Regions from separate parts of the Drosophila melanogaster genome. Here region 2 is linked to region 1. A link is a contact called in public Hi-C data. All regions are on one chromosome and are shown on one strand. Each heading gives the region's core, a stretch centred on a gene start, on an enhancer-like site or on the middle of the called end of the contact. The rest is flanking DNA. Distances are from core to core; before and after follow the strand shown. Region 1 holds the start of Hmt4-20 (Histone methyltransferase 4-20). Region 2 holds the start of CG11403.

What was found. A called contact is a pair of places that touch in the nucleus more often than the background predicts.
Region 2: a Hi-C map of the Kc167 cell line shows a contact between it and region 1, with 4 times the contacts expected there. The contact joins the promoter of CG11403 here to the promoter of Hmt4-20 in region 1. A contact is called at or near these places in 3 of 107 Hi-C or Micro-C datasets (the Kc167 cell line, the S2 cell line and the Sg4 cell line).

Annotation. Positions count from the first base shown.
Region 1 is chrX:654,451-657,556 of dm6, reverse strand. It overlaps Hmt4-20 (Histone methyltransferase 4-20), which reads left to right and starts at 1,524. Exons shown (of 3, transcript NM_130497.4): 1 at 1,524-2,177. SkpA (SKP1-related A) reads right to left here and starts at 1,443. Exons shown (of 2, transcript NM_166858.3): 1 at 773-1,443; 2 at 1-458. The coding sequence starts at 447.
Region 2 is chrX:1,238,289-1,241,394 of dm6, reverse strand. CG11403 reads left to right here and starts at 1,511. Exons shown (of 3, transcript NM_130542.4): 1 at 1,511-3,106. The coding sequence starts at 1,613.

The sequences.
Region 1 (3,106 bases), core at 275-2,774:
CTCCTCGGCGGGCGAAAAGTCCTTCTTAATGTTGAAGGTCTTGCGTATTTCCTCGGGAGTCTTTCCCTTAATCATGTTTGCAACAGTCTTGCAGGTGAGCTCCAGAAGGCCCTTAATGTCCAGATAGTTCGCTGCCAATATCAGCTCAAACAGTGTGCCCTGGTCGACTTTTAGGAAATCTGCATCCCATGAGATAATGTCGTCTGTGCGCTTCTCCTTGCTCTCATCATCCTCCGTTGGCTGGGGGTCGTCCTTGTGGTAGTGAGCCCAGGTAAGCACCTTGCGAAGAATCGTCGAATTCACATTGGGCAACGGCACAATGGCATTCTCATCGTCCTCCATGCCGCAGTCCTCCAGCATGGTCTTGATAGTGCCGGAGCACTTGGCGATCTGGATATCCGTGTCAAAGATCTCCTCATCCGAAGATTGCAACTTGATGCTGGGCATTTTGGGCTTTCCTGCAGTTAAGTTCAGTATAAAACATTAGGTTCTAGTTGAGAAATGTGTGGCAGTGCAATCAGTGTGTTTTTTAACAGTGTGTGGATCCCAATAGTCATTTCAATGCGTTTGCTTCGCATGCACCAAGTCGTCAATTATTGATAACAGATGTAAGCATATAAGCATGCGTGTAAATGAATATAAGCAACTAGGATGCAAACAATCATTTGTGAATTTTGTATGTTCATATCCCTGCAGTTTGCAGAGTCGCTCTCTTTAAAATTCAAACCGACTAAAATGAGGTCATATCAGATCAAAATTTGTATCGTATTACTCTTGCAGGTTATGCCTGTGTGGAAATCACCGTTGTTTTCGTACAAAGATAACAAACGATTGTGCACTTTCGATGTTTCTTTCGTGATGATTCAACGATGAAATGGTGATGAAGGGATAAGTAGAATCGAAACATAGAGAACGGCACTTTCCAGAAATGCTCACCCACACATCCACTCACCCCCACACAAGCCGACTCTACCACAGATGGATGCGTGCGTATGTTCGTTTTTCTTGTGGTTGCGAAAGCGTTCTTGCTTGCTATTTGTAGGCTTTTTATTTGTTTTCCGACTAACCTTACGATGATGCCTTTAAACGTACTGACACTATTTCCACGCAGGCTCCAACTGAGATATAAATCAACACACCAAATTCACAATACTCACGTAAAAAACGAAACGGCTATAGTGACCAGATGGCGAAACTCTAAAAACACCTCTAAACGTCTTTATCGAAGGCACGAACAACAACTAGCCACAATGAAAGAAAACTGGCGGGAACCAGGTGGACCTGGTAATGGTAACTTGCAGCACAGATTGGTGGCGAAGTCGAAAGCAGAATACGCATTGATAAATCTGAACACTTTCACACCGAATTGCACAGTAAACGGAAATTAATTTCTCTGAAAACAAATTACACCGATACTTTCAAATGGCGAATAGAGAATGGTGAGCGTCTCCGCTAACTGCGGTGGCAGTTTTAATCGTAGCAATCGATGGCATTCAATTATCGATACATATCGCACTGACTTCAGTGGTCGAAGCATCAACGTCTTTTTACATCACTAATCCGAGTATCGCGGAAAAAAAGCAGCCGCATTTTGTAAACTAAGTCCGAATTAGAGCTGATACAAGTCCCGACTTATTCGTCAAGAGGAGCGGCGGTAGCAAATAGCAACAGCGACACTTGGTGCAAAGAACGCAGAGGAGAAAGAAGTGAAAAAAGCATACATACATACGCACGTACACACGTCTCGCTAGTAGAGGGAATATATGTATATGCATACGGCTGGGTTTACGTGTGCTTGTGTGTGCTACAGCCGCTTCTAGGCGTGAAAGAGCGAGGGATACATTCTCTTCCCATACTCGCGACTTTTGGAGCGTCTCGCGAGCGAAAGAGAAAGCACGAGCCATGGACGGCGGTTGGAAGTTTTTGTGGAACAAAGGCGTCAAGAACTAAAATGATTTGGGACTGCAAGCGCGATTTATTTTGGGTACGCAGCCAAAGCCAAGCCATCCAAAACGGAGTCCAGCTCCAATCCAGTGTGTCGCCGTTTGTATATGTGAGTCTCGACGAAAAGCCGTGGAAAGAGACGGACACACGCACAGAGAAGCAGCAGACAAAGCATCGTTTTGCGAGATTGAGCGAGAGGCACAATATCGCCTTAGTTAATAAATTCATTTAAGGTAAATGCAGACAACAAATCGAAAAAGTGCAAAAAAAAAATCGGAACAGCATGAAGTGCATAAACACAGCAGACTGTGCGTGCATGTGTGTGTGAGTGTGTGTAACAGGCGCCGCCATTTTTCGTTACCATGCAACCAGCCAGCGTCTAGGGTTGGCAACCGCTTCGAAATGCTGTTAACAACAAAAAAAATTGGCGAACTCAAATTACAAAGCTACATCCACCCAGCGAAATTTATTGTAAACACCCGTTTTTCGGTTACCCCGCACACAAGTGTACTTAATTTGCAAGCCTTTGCGCACTTGGCAACCCTTCATCTTCCATTCTCACTGCGCATATGCCTCCCTCTCTCTCTCACCTGCGTTATGTGGTATGCGTTTGTAAACAGCTGAGAGAGCAATTTGCAAACGACATTCGTTTCCATTCAGAACAAATCGACCAACAAACAAATATTCAATTCCAGCGATGTTTCCCAGCACCACCCACTTGTGTTTATGATAGTTTATGCCCAGAAAGGTATTTCAGTTGTTGCACAGACTCAAGAAAATACAAGATTTGCAATTACTGTCTGCTGCGCATGCAAATCGATAAGACATTTTTGTTATGCTCGCCTTTTGTTCACCAGCATATAAATATATACGCGTACCCATTCATTTTAAATATTTTCGGCAGTAAGTGTGTGTATTCCAGGATTACCGAAGTGCCTTTTGTTTTTTGTGGATCAATACTTTTTTTTACATGTGCTTTCAAGTTAATTGATTTTTGTTAAACGTGTGTGTGCATGGGCTAAAAGGGCTTGGAATAAGTGCGAGCGAGAGGGATGGCTGTCGACGACATCAGTTACAAGCCCCCTCTTTCTCGGTCTCTCTCTCTCTCTTTCAAACGCGAAGCCGTAGGAATAAAAACTAAATTAGGGCCATTTTCAACGGA
Region 2 (3,106 bases), core at 262-2,761, 580 kb before region 1:
AACCACAAGTGCGCCTCTGACCAATGGACATGTCTCCGGGGTGCAACTTTGATTTGGACCACTCCCAATATACACGGAGACCAACTGACGACCCACTGTCTGCCAAGGTCCCGTCGCCATCGGAATCGCTGGAAAAGTCGAGTCTCGATGGAAAAGTCTGTGGTCTGTGGTCTGTGGTCTCTGACTCACAGCGGTTCAGCGGGAGGTCAGGAAACAGTGGCTGCGCTTCGATTTTCTGTCGAGGAGATCGGTGAAAGAATATTGGGCGTGCCCCGTTCAAGAACGATGCTTAATTAACCTACGCCCACAATTAACTGGCTATCTGGGTGGAGTTGGCGCATTGCTCAGTTGGAGTAAAAGTTCGGGGAGTTATAGTAACAGCTTAAGAATAGAAATCGAGAATGAATCAAACAGAGTTTTCCCTTAAAGTTGGGTTCCATGATCTTAAGTCAATTTCAATTTGAGTAATGAGAGCAAACGATTTAGATTTTTTAAATTGTTAATTACTATATTGCCATATCAAATGGCACAGAAAATAAATAATCTATTGATGCATACCAACTTGTCTTAATCACAATATAACTAAATTAGTCTGGGTCGATTTTGTTGTGGAGGTATAATGTATTGTATATAGTTACTTGAAAGCATTAGGAACAATGTTAAAAACAAAAGTAGCCGAATATTTAGTGCGATAATTGCAAATAAAGATGGACGATCGATTTATCATAAACATATGAATGTATATATAAACATTTGTAAGTATGGATGTGTATGTAAGATGAAAGACTTGGAAAGTACCGCAAATTAGGATTTAAAGAGACGCAGAGAAGAGATGGCAGCAATGGGATGCTGAACATATTTTTCATCTCGCCTGAATATTTAATCTGAATATTGAAAGCCAAGTGAATATTTTTCAAAATCTTTTAACGCGAAATCCAGCCATTAAAGTCGTTAAATCGAAATTAAAATGGACGACATCTTGGCAGAGCGAGATGGCATCAGCAGCTTACGAAATTTTATAGCGCTGATCATGACTAATTGGCAATCAATCAATCGTTAATGTTTACCAAGCAAGTGTTGCATTCAATTTGCATGTGTACTATACTTTTCAACCATTACTCACAGCAGGTATCCACATTTTGCGCTTTTTGTTCTCGGTTTCACTTTTTTTGCTTCGTTCTTCTACTTGCCACTTGTTGCTGTTGTAATTTATGAATTTTGGCGGCTATGCGGACCGCAGTATTTTTTAGTGACAACGCAGGCGCTATCGATGCCGGTTATCGGTGGCTTTAAATATATCGTTTCACGAATCTTAAGATTTTTGACAAGAGTACAGCATTTAAATACGTTTAAAGATATTATTAGCTGAACTTATGATTCCATTTGTTTTTAAGCATTCACTTAAGATGTTTTTAAGCGTAACGGCGCAAAAGTTTTAAATATCGTATTCATTGCCGCCATCATGTTCCATCACTTACTTGAATATGCCTCGCCAACGCGTTAGCCCATTTTTGTTCTTCTTCTTCTTGGCGCGTCGTTTTGTCTTGGCATTTTGCAATTTCTGCCTCTTTTGACGCAAAAATGTAAAATAAGGATATAAAACATCTCGAAAATGTCCCAGTACACGCCCAACCAGCGGCTGGACACGCCCGGCGCCCAGGAGTTCGGATTCCCGTACTCACCGTACGAAATCCAGGAGCAGCTGATGCAGGAGCTCTTCCAAGTGCTCGAGAGAGGTCAGGTGGGCATATTCGAGAGTCCAACGGGAACGGGGAAGTCCCTCACCCTCACCTGCGGCGCCCTCACCTGGCTGGCTAGGCACGAGGAGCTGGTGCGCACGGAAATGCTGGCCAGGATTCGCGGAGTAGAACAGGAGTTGGCTAAACTCAAGGAGGAGAGCGAGCAGTCCAGTAACTGGCTGGAGAGCCAGGGAAAGTCCAGAGCACAGCGGGCGGAGCTCCTTAGATTGCAGCACCTGCAGGCTTTGCTGGACAAACAAGAGCAGCAGCTGGATCAGATCAGGAAAGGGGCTAAAAAGCATAAGCGGCAAGGAAGGGTGCACCCAGGCAAGCTTGAGGAACTGGAGAAGGACCTGGATCCTGAATCCGACTCGGATTCAGAACACGAAACCGCCGATGGACCGCAGGAAGCAGCCGAAGACCGCTATCGCCCTGTGCAAATCTTCTTTTGCAGCCGCACCCATTCGCAGTTGGCACAAATTGTGGCCGAACTGCGGAAAACACCTCATGGCCAGTCGGTAAGGTCCATTTCCCTGGGCTCGCGGCAGCAGCTGTGCGGGAATCCCGCAGTCCGGAAGCTGAAGCATGTCGGCCTGATGAACGAGCGGTGCCTGGATATGGCTACCAAGAAAGCACGCCCCAATCCCAGCAAAAAAAGTCGGCTAACTGCAGAGGCCAACAGTAGATGCCCGTTTAAAGCGGCTTCCCTGGTGGAATCCCTCAGGGATTTGGCTTTGACCGAACCGCTGGACATCGAGGAGCTGGCCAATGAGGGGACCGCCTGCGGTGGCTGCTCGTATTACGCCTCAAGATCCGCTGTGGAGCACGCTCAACTTATACTACTGCCGTATCAACTGCTGCTCCAGAAGTCCGCCCGTAACCAGCTGGGTATAAGTCTTAAGGGGTCAATCGTCATAGTAGATGAGGCTCACAACCTACTGGACAGCGTGGCCCAGCTGCACGGCTCCGAAATCAGCCGTCAGCAGTTGGAGCGGGCCAAGGTGCAGATCTCCGGCTATAAGGACCACTTCCAAAAGCGTTTCACCACCAAGAATCTCCTGAAAATCAACCAAATCATCTTCATAATTCGCCGATTGCTTAAGATTCTAGATCAGCGCAAGGAATTGCAGTCCAACGGCTGCAGCATGATGCGCACCTATGAGCTAACCGCCGAGGGTGACTTCTTCAACATCGATCTGTGCGAGCTTCTGGACTTTTGCGCTCGCACTCGTTTCGCGAGGAAAGTACAGGGACGTGCAGACAGAATGGAGCGGGAACCACGGCCGAGTGAGAATCAAGCTCCTGTGTCAACGGCGAGGAGTCTGATCCTCCAAAGATTGGCAAGCGAGCAAAAGCTGAAAGAGAAA